Linked DNA regions of Gossypium arboreum: region 1 is linked to region 2. The links are chromatin contacts, called in public Hi-C maps. All regions are on one chromosome and are shown on one strand. Each heading gives the region's core, a stretch centred on a gene start, on an enhancer-like site or on the middle of the called end of the contact. The rest is flanking DNA. Distances are from core to core; before and after follow the strand shown. Region 1 holds the start of LOC108476525 (sterol 14-demethylase-like). Region 2 holds the start of LOC108461913 (indole-3-acetic acid-amido synthetase GH3.17-like).

Region 1 (4,869 bases), core at 1,749-4,248, 130 kb after region 2:
AAAATCCAATTTATCCCACATTATGATATGTTTTCTGTTTAATTACTCGGCTGCAAAAGGGAAATTTTTGCTCATGAACAAATCATGAATATTATATTAACTAGAAAATAAAATCCAGAGAATGCTCACAAATAAAATCAAAAGTTCCAAAACAGATCAAAATAGGCCAACATTTTAAAAAAGATAAATTAAAACTGCTAACGATCCCAGGTACATTATGTTTGCTATTCAACAGAAAGCTGTCGCCGCTTGTAACGAACCATCACCTTCCCTTTCACGCCAACCACCATAGCATTCCAGTCAATCTCAGGGAAAGGTGACACAAGCTCAAACTCGAAGTTCCTCAACAAATGGCTCCATATAGCCTTTATCTGAAGGTAAGCAAACGGTTCACCTAGGCAACCATGCCTGCCGCCTCCAAAGGAAATATACGAGAAAGCCCCTGCTGCCTTGTCTTCTTCCCTCCCAACACTGAATCTATCAGGATCATATGTGTCTGGATCCTTGTAAATATAAGGAAGCCTGTTTGCAAATGCTGGTGATGTTGCAACTATGTGACCCTTCGGGATGTCATACTCTTTCCCGTCTCGTGTTTTTACACTAAAATCACTGTGTGAGCTGCGCAGAAGTATAATCAGTGGAGGGTGAAGTCTCAGGGCTTCCTTAATGCACCGGTACAAGGTGTCCATCTCAGATAAAACATCATGATCAACATTGCTTCCATGCTTTCGCATTAGTTTTTTCTGCTCCTCCACCACTGCTGATAGGAACTCCTTATGACGAAGGAGATAGGCACCTGTCCAAGTTGAAGTAATGGAACTGGTATGCTGCCCGGCAAAGAGCGCAGCAATGAGCAAGCCAGTTATTTCAGTCTCTGTAGTTGGACGACCATCTTTGTACTTAGAGTCAATGAAGTATTGCAACATATCATTCTCGTACTTGCCAGCATTTTTACGAGAGGAAATGATATTTGCAAAGATTTCTGCAAGCTTCTTTCGAGCTTGATCACGACGGCGATGAGCAGGGATGGGCAGGTAAGGGAAGATAACACTGATAGGGAGCATGCCGTTATCAAGATCATGAAAGAGTGCAGACACATCATCGAAAAGCTTATCACGTACTTCTCGACCCAAAAGACACCTGCTAGCCGTTAAGATAATCAGATGCTCCAACTCATATTTGAGGTCCACCTCACCACTATCCCCCCATTTAGAGAAGTAGTCCTGCGCAATTCCATAATGAAGTTACACCATTGAACATATGTAACATGGAACCATTTATTCGGTAACAGAACATATCTCTTCAAATGTAGCAAGTGTTTATTATGCTTTATTCCTTTTTGTTCACAGGAGTAAACCAAGGAGTAGACTTTAAGCATGTTAAGCACAACAAATCATCAAGTAATAACGACCCTTCACACTCATCAAGGAAACAGTAGGAAACATAGATTTTATGCACGAATCACAAGAACACGAAATATGACATTGATTTTAAAGAAAGCAATATCAATGTTCAAAATAACTTTATAAGCATGTGCAGCTTGTATTTCACATAATCCACATTCCACAATGAAACAAACAAACCAATTTTACTTAACTGGATTCGTTTATCACCCACCAAACTACAATTTACTCGAAAACATAAATGCAAACTCCATGTCAGGTAAAACTTCATTTTCCCTAGTCAGATACTATGGAATTGTTGTCGCTTCTTTATGAGGGGTCAGATACGGGATCATCCAATAATGCACAATATATAAACAAGCACAACACGAACCAAATTCATAGCAAACTACTCACCTCAGCTTCAGTAACCATCTGATCTACATAACCCTTAAGTTTATTAACTCGAAGGGCCTCCGTAAAGAACCGGAACTGCTCTTGCCTTATTGAGTAATCCACATCAAACACCACACCAGGGCCGAAAGTCGGCACATTGAACTGATAAACTTCCTGTTGGCTGAGGTCTGATTCTGAAGCCTTAAAGAAGTGTGCTGAAACCTCAGGTCCGATCAAGAAAGTTATCTTCTTGTTAAACATGTTCAACGTGAAAACACTGCCGAGCTTTGGGTACTCCTCCCGGATCATCACGATGGGCCCTTTCATGAATCGAAGGAGCCCACCAATTACAGGCCAGCTTTTGATTACTGGCGGCACCTGCCTCTTAGATCTGGGCATTATGAGGAACGATATGAGTTTGGCCACTACTAGAGTGGCAACTATGAGAATACCCATGTTCAAAAACTTGTCGTCTGCTTCCATGGTGCCTCGGATTTGATAATTTCCTATCAGTAATCAGCTGAAAATCAAATAAAAGTAATAATTGTAAAACTTAAATATAAAAATTAAGCTAAGGAGAAGAATCTTTAATCAATACTGTTAGTCAAACGTTTGACTAACATGAGTCACTGAAAAAGAAAAGCAAAAGCCTAAATCGTTGTAGCAATCTTTCGTTATATAAAATTATTTTTTGCAGGAAAATCAACAAGAATGTGACGGAGAATCCAATGAAAGTTAACCAAAATGTAAGAAAATAAACCTTACAAATAATGTAGGAACCCAAGAAATTAAAGATAAAAAACGAAGAGATTAAAGCTAAAAAATGAAGATTAAGTACCTAATTTGAGATTCAGAATGCAGGAGATCGGCAAAGAAAAAGGAACAGAAAGAGAGAGTCACGTAGATTAAAGAGAAAAGTAACAAACTGGGAGAATCATTTTTCTTCTCTGAATTTCTCAGCACCGAGAAAAATGGTTAGACAAAGTTGGTTTTAGTGAGGGATTAGTGGAAGTAAGGAGTGTTTATATAATCGAACCGAGCCGTGATTTGTCCGGAGCCGGTTTGGGAGGCCGAGTTGCATGGGCGCTCGTTGATTCTGGTAAAACCTGTGGGTCACCAAAGCCAAAGGGGCAGTTTTGACGTTGACGTGGGGTCTTATAATTGGACGAGAGGACTTTGGTTGCAAAATTTATAATCCTTGCTGTTTTGTTTGGTTGCATACGATAACACGTGAGAAGTCGGGAGGAAAGAAATTTGATACATAATTAAGGGCAAAGGAACAAATTTAGGGTAAGTGGGAGGTGTCAGACCCAAATTAGAAAACTCAAGATCCCAATATCAAATCAACCAACTTGATTCATCCCAATTAATTAAATCCAAATTCATCCTAACAATCAAGATTTTAGTTTCTGGAAGACAGACATCTCTCGTTTCCGTTAATTGTATCAATTAAATCGAAAATTAATTAATATATTTATTTAGATTTAGAAATTTAACCAAATTTTGTGTAAATTTTTTATAAATTTTAAATAATTTATTTAATTGATACATGATGATATAACTGATTCGATTATTGATCTAATTTTTAAAACCATGTTTTGCAACTCCTGGGTAGTCTTTTATTTCCTTATTGGTGCTCAACTTCCTCCTTTCATCAGTCTTTGAGCTTTTGTTTTTTAAAGTAGCTTTTTTGCTCAATGGCCCAGCATTTAAATTTCGCCTGCATCGTGTCTCATTCTCCTTGTCTTGCGCCTTTATTGATTTAGTCCACCATCCTCTAATGTTGTCACACGCCAGCCCCTTTTCAGCTTTCGTCCGACACCTGGAGTCCAAACACATCCCCACTCCGTCTTGTCGCTTTTAGTCTCAGTCACCAGATTGCTTGGATCTCTGATCGGAGATCTCTAGATGTTGCATTTAAGCCTTAACCTTAAAAGTTTTGATTGTTACCATGGTTGTTGACTCCATATCAATGATGTTATAGACCAATAGACTGATCCAGAGAGTAACTAAAAACCATTTGGACTGTTTTTGGGAAATTTGGGTTTGTATTGCCTGGACCAAGCTGAAAAATAAAAAGCCCAACCAACTCAAAACCATAAAGCCCAAAACATTTGTAATTTTCGGCCCAAAAGGAAAAAAAATGGTAATTAAAAGAGCAAAGGAAAAAATAAAAAATAAAACACTACTCCCTAGGCACCCACGCCACTCACTAGTCAATCCCTCCTAGGCTTAAGTTAGATGGGGTGTGTTTACCTCCGGGGAGGTTAAAAACAGCGATGGCAGTGAGATTAGTTACTGTAGCGGTAATATTGGATACTGTAGCGGTGAGATTAGAAACAATGATGGAGTGTGTGTTTGGATTCAAACGCAGTTGTAGCGGTGAGGTGAAAATAAAAATGACTATTAAGGACACCATATTAGAATTAATATATAATAGAAGTTTTTAAATTATTTTACTTATATAAAATTATTAAAATATGTGAATTTATAAATTTATTTAATAAAATATTAAAATTTATCTTCCAACATTTTATTATAAATATTTTAATGAATTTGGCAGAGGTATTTCTTCCCCGTTATCAGCAGAACTTGGCTGCCAAATCTGAAAAAAAAAATAAGATTGATAAAGAAACTTTCAAGGATAAAAAGGTAAATTAATAAATAAAAGTAATACCTCTGCTGTAATAGCCTAAATTTTCAGTGTTGTCGGAACAGTGATTCGAGATCACTAAATTGAAAAATGAGTAGAAAAATATTAATAATTTAGTGAATATAAGTTAAATGTGAAGTTAGAAAAATTTTTGAAATAGCGAATAGTGTACTAGAAATAAATATTAAAAAAAATTTAGAATCGAAAATGAGGTATCGAGAGTTTGAAAATTTTTAAAACGAGCCATAAATATTTTTATAAATATTTATGGAGTGTTAATAAGTTAGTATTAAAGTTTTGTCAACAAATTTTAAAGTTTCGATGGTTAATTGAATAAAAAGGACTAAATTGTAACAAATGTAAATTTATGAAGAATGATTAAATAGCTTAAATGATAAAAGAAAGAGAGTTTAAAAGGCAAATAGACTCAAGGTCTAT
Region 2 (4,744 bases), core at 1,278-3,777:
ATCCTTATCATTAATAATTAAAATATTGTAATTTATGTTTGACATCTCAAATTTTAATTTTAACTTTTCCTCTATTTAGCTTTTAACCTTTTTAAATTGAATTTTTTTATCGAATTTATAATTTTTTATGATAAACTTAGTAACAAATCACATTAATTTTATTAACTTAATAACTCTATTGCATTTTCAATCAATTGAATGATTTATATGATACAAATTTTGCATTTCACCTTTTTAATGTATGTAGCCTTATGTTTTATTTTGCAATATGAAATAATTCTATGCCTATTTTAATTATTTCATAATGAGAAATTTAAAACACTTGAAAATTTAAAATTTTATTTCATTATGAGCAATTAATAAATAAATTTAACTTTTAAATTTAATAGTTTCATACTCAAATTCTTTAGGGATGGATAAAGCAAAGTTTGATAGTAAAATATTTTACTTGTACAAAGCACAAATTACCAGCCAATAAACATTTCGAATAATTCTAAATGTGTTTTATAATTAAATTTAAATGAATATATTTGTAAATCTTTTGTAAATATTTTACATTGTGGATTCTTTTACCCTTTAATCATTTTTTGACTTCGCCTTTAAACTTGATGTGGCATTAAAAATACAATAATATGCTTGATGCATCATATTTTGAAAATAATAAAACTTAGTTTAAGGAATTTAATAACTACCATTTAGTGAGAGTTAAAATTTTTAAAGTACAAAGATTGAAAAAGTCCAAATTAAGGTACATAGACTGAATTCATAAATTATGCATAGTACAAAAACTAATAGGAAAATTTAACTAAATTAAATATTAACACACTACTTTTTTTGGCTTGCCCTGTAAGATGCATTACAGTTAGGACCTGTTTGTTGTTTTTTTTCTCAATAAAGATGATTATAACAAAGAAGGAACAGACACAATTCAATTGTCTGAACACGTAAGGTTCAAAGATTGTTTTGCTATCCAATCTGCTGCCTTCACTAAAAATATGATTATAACATTACATTGGAGGCAAGAAGAAAGAAGATGATGAATATAGTAGACAATTACATCCACTTGCCATGGAACCTCACCTCACATTTGTCATCAAGGGCATTAATTAAACTCAAGCTGTCTGATTCGATGCATGTTTGATTCTTGATTGATTCAGAACCAAGCCTCAATGGTTGCGCTTCAGCCACTGATGTTAATTCATATAATGCAAAGCTTCACTCATGTTTAGACAAATTAAAGATACAATCTCATGGAGTTTTGCTTCATATGTAACACGTAGTAGTTAAGAAGCAACAGATAGTGTAGAATAGGAGTACTGGGGGTGTCTTGGATCCTTCAATTACCGGGTGTGTCAGATGCAAGGAAACACTTTTTTGACCTAAAATTTACAATCCAGTGGGAGAGAGTTCCTGGTTTAGATCCCCATAAAAATATTGGTTCCACTGCTCGGTTTCCAATCATAATTTTGATGATTCCAGGTAGGGTCCCTGACAAGACACATGATTCACTTATATGACAACCCATATCTATAATTCTATATACTTCATTTATTTATTTCTTTTTTTCTCTTTTCCATGAAGGGATTGAATCATCTCTAACAGAATTGGTTTCTAGGAGCCATTGATAAGATGGATATATGTGGTGAACAACTGAACATGTCATGCAAGAAAACACAAGCCAGCCTCGCTTAACCCAAATATTGAATTTGTGTGGTGATGACTTTGAAACCATATCCAATTATATTCCACAACTCTCATCATCATTACTTTCTATGGAAAGAAACAAACTTGGTTTTGTTTCAGCCTACTCCCACTCCTCGTAATATTTGTCTTAAAACCCTATGGAGAAATAAAAAGCTGCAAACAGTGCATTGGCAGCCTGGAATCAACCAGGGGGGCGTCAGCTAAATACATACATTTGAGGGGAGTGTAAATCTACCCTTTTCTCTTATTTGGTGCATATCCCCATGTGTAATGCCACCTAAAATCAATTCTAACAACTTGCATACCACTATTATCTATCATAGAATAATGTGTGGATGCCCCCCCACCCTATCAAAATAGTGTCTACCTTAGGATCTCTTGGCAATGGCAGTATTAGGGGATCTGTAAAGAGGAGATATTCATGATTGCAACTTTGTCCTATTCTTTCATGGAAACTTAAGATTTCTTTTCTTAATCATTTATCTTATTTTCTTCCCATTCCATCTGCCTCATCTTAATGGATGTGCTGACCAGGCCTTCTGCATTAACATATGTACACTAAACTAATACTAAAAAAAAAACCCTTGTGATTGGGTTTTGAAATCTCACAAGAAATTGTTTAATGGTTTCCATAACTTAGTGATGGGAAAAGTAGGGACTTGTAGATTATAGTTATAGGTAGTATTGACCAGCAATAGCCGCAGCTAATCTCACAGCTAAGTAGACAACACCACGTGTGTAGGACCACCACAGTCTCTACTTCCCTCACATTTCCCTTCTTTTTTTTTCTTCTTATTTTTGGAGAGATTTTTTATTATACGTCATTTCCAAAAAAGCCTCCAAGAATATGTTATTTAATCATTTCCCCTCCCCCCTCCTGCTCTCATCAGCAGTTCCCTAGAAACATATTCCAGCTGAGAGAGAGAGAGACTAGAAGGGCCTAGGCTTTTAAATATGAGAGCATGCCCCATAAGTTGCACAGCGGTATGCTCCATGCCTGTGTTTTCTGAGTATTCTCATTGTCTTCGCTTAAGCTGATAAGGTTGCTTTTAATTCAGTTCAAAGAAAAGAGACAATGGCTCTATTGGCTTTGTCATCTCTTTTCTTAATCTCTTCAATGACTCTAAGCTTTCTTTTCCTTTTTATTGCTTTTCATAGGTCAAACAGCAGTTCAGCACATGCTCTAGAAAACCCAAAGACGTTAATCAAATGACAAGAGGTAATCCTTGCCAGCTGCCAGGGATGTTGCCGAATTATGATCCGAACGATAATGAAGCTGGCATGAAGATACTGGAGGACCTTACGGAAAATGTTGAACAAATACAGCAGCGGGTATTAGAGGAGATAATAACACGAAATGCGCGTACGGATTATCTTAAGGGCTTCCTGGATGGACAGTTTGACAAGCAAGTTTTCAAAAAGACAGTTCCAGTGGTGAATTATGAAGATATCAAACCTTATATTGAGCGAATTGCCAATGGGGATTCGTCAAACATCATTTCTGCTGAACCAATCATTGAGTTGCTCACAAGGTATACATACATGTCGTTGCTTTTTTATCTGTTTTTTAGTGACGAATCTATATGATCATATATTTTGATGCTTACTCCTGGTGAATACCATTTATCTTTTTCTTGATGAAGCTCCGGTACTTCTGGTGGGCAGCCAAAGATGATGCCTTCAACTGCTGAAGACTTGCACAGAAAGACATTCTTTTATAATCTGCTTGTGCCAGTGATGAACAAGTAAGAAGCTTATCTTACCTCCATTTCTGTTCTTTTTTCTCTTACATATTTTTCCTGTTAAAAAGAAGCTTAGCTCCTTCCAATTCTGTTCTTTGGTTTCATTTGTCACAAAAGATCCCGACTTGTTAAATTGCAGGTATGTAGACGGCTTGGACGAAGGAAAAGCAATGTATCTTTTGTTTGTTAAGCCGGAGACTAAAACTCCCTCCGGTCTAATGGCGAGGCCTGTCTTAACAAGCTACTATAAGAGTAATAATTTCCAGAATCGACCCTTCAACCGCTTCAATGTTTTCACTAGTCCTGATGAGACCATCTTGTGCTCTGACAGCAAGCAGAGCATGTACTGTCAACTACTTTGCGGTTTAGTACAACGACAAGAGGTTTTAAGAGTTGGTGCAGTTTTTGCTTCTGCTTTCCTACGGGCCATCAAGTTCTTGGAAGATAATTGGAAAGAGCTCTGCTCCAACATTAGAACGGGTCATGTCAGTGATTGGATCACTGACCCCGGTTGCAGAAAAGTAGTATCACTAGTTCTAAACAAACCCAAACCGGAGTTAGCCGACTTGATCGAACATGAATGCAGTAGTAAATCCTGGGAAGGGATAATTAAGAAACTCTGGCCTAGAACAAAATACATTGAAGTTATTGTTACAGGTTCCATGGCACAATATGTATCTACTCTTGAATACTACAGTGGTGGGCTACCTTTAGTTTCCACAATGTATGCTTCTTCAGAATGTTACTTTGGGATCAATTTCAAACCACTGAGCAAGCCCTGGGATGTCTCTTACACCCTTATCCCGAATATGGCTTACTTCGAGTTCTTACCTGTGAAGGAAAAAAACGAAGATGGAGCTCAATATGTCCAATGCAATGGTGTTTGCAAAGAAAATTGCATGGAAAAAGAGACCGAAAAGGAAGATGTTGAAACTGTTGAGCTCGTGGATGTTAAGCTTGGCCAGTATTATGAACTCGTTGTCACAACTTTTACAGGTTAGTTCTTGCCTTGTTATATGAAAATAAAACTGAAAAGTTTTCCAATTCAAAATGGAAATTGAACTGAACATATATCAATATAATTTTTTCCAGGCCTGTATAGATATAGAGTTGGAGACATTCTAATGGTAACTGGATTCCACAATAAAGCTCCTCAATTTCGATTCGTGCATCGGAGGAATGTCGTTTTAAGCATAGACACAGACAAAACCAGTGAGGAAGACCTGTTAAAGGCAGTGACAAAGGCAAAGGTCATTGTTGAGTCGCTTGGTATCCTCTTGATCGAGTACACTAGCTAT

Evidence for each region. Hi-C and Micro-C count contacts between places; a contact is called where the count stands out from the background.
Region 1: a Hi-C map of leaf shows a contact between it and region 2, with 2.5 times the contacts expected there. The contact joins the promoter of LOC108476525 here to the promoter of LOC108461913 in region 2. A contact is called at or near these places in 2 of 5 Hi-C or Micro-C datasets (both in leaf).

What each region holds. Positions count from the first base shown.
Region 1 is chr3:8,640,220-8,645,088 of ASM2569848v2, forward strand. LOC108476525 (sterol 14-demethylase-like) reads right to left here and starts at 2,999. Exons shown (of 3, transcript XM_017778748.2): 1 at 2,617-2,999; 2 at 1,800-2,284; 3 at 65-1,223. The coding sequence starts at 2,261. The coding sequence ends at 225.
Region 2 is chr3:8,511,551-8,516,294 of ASM2569848v2, forward strand. LOC108461913 (indole-3-acetic acid-amido synthetase GH3.17-like) reads left to right here and starts at 2,528. Exons shown (of 5, transcript XM_017761895.2): 1 at 2,528-2,688; 2 at 2,863-3,236; 3 at 3,348-3,449; 4 at 3,586-4,442; 5 at 4,539-4,744. The coding sequence starts at 2,659.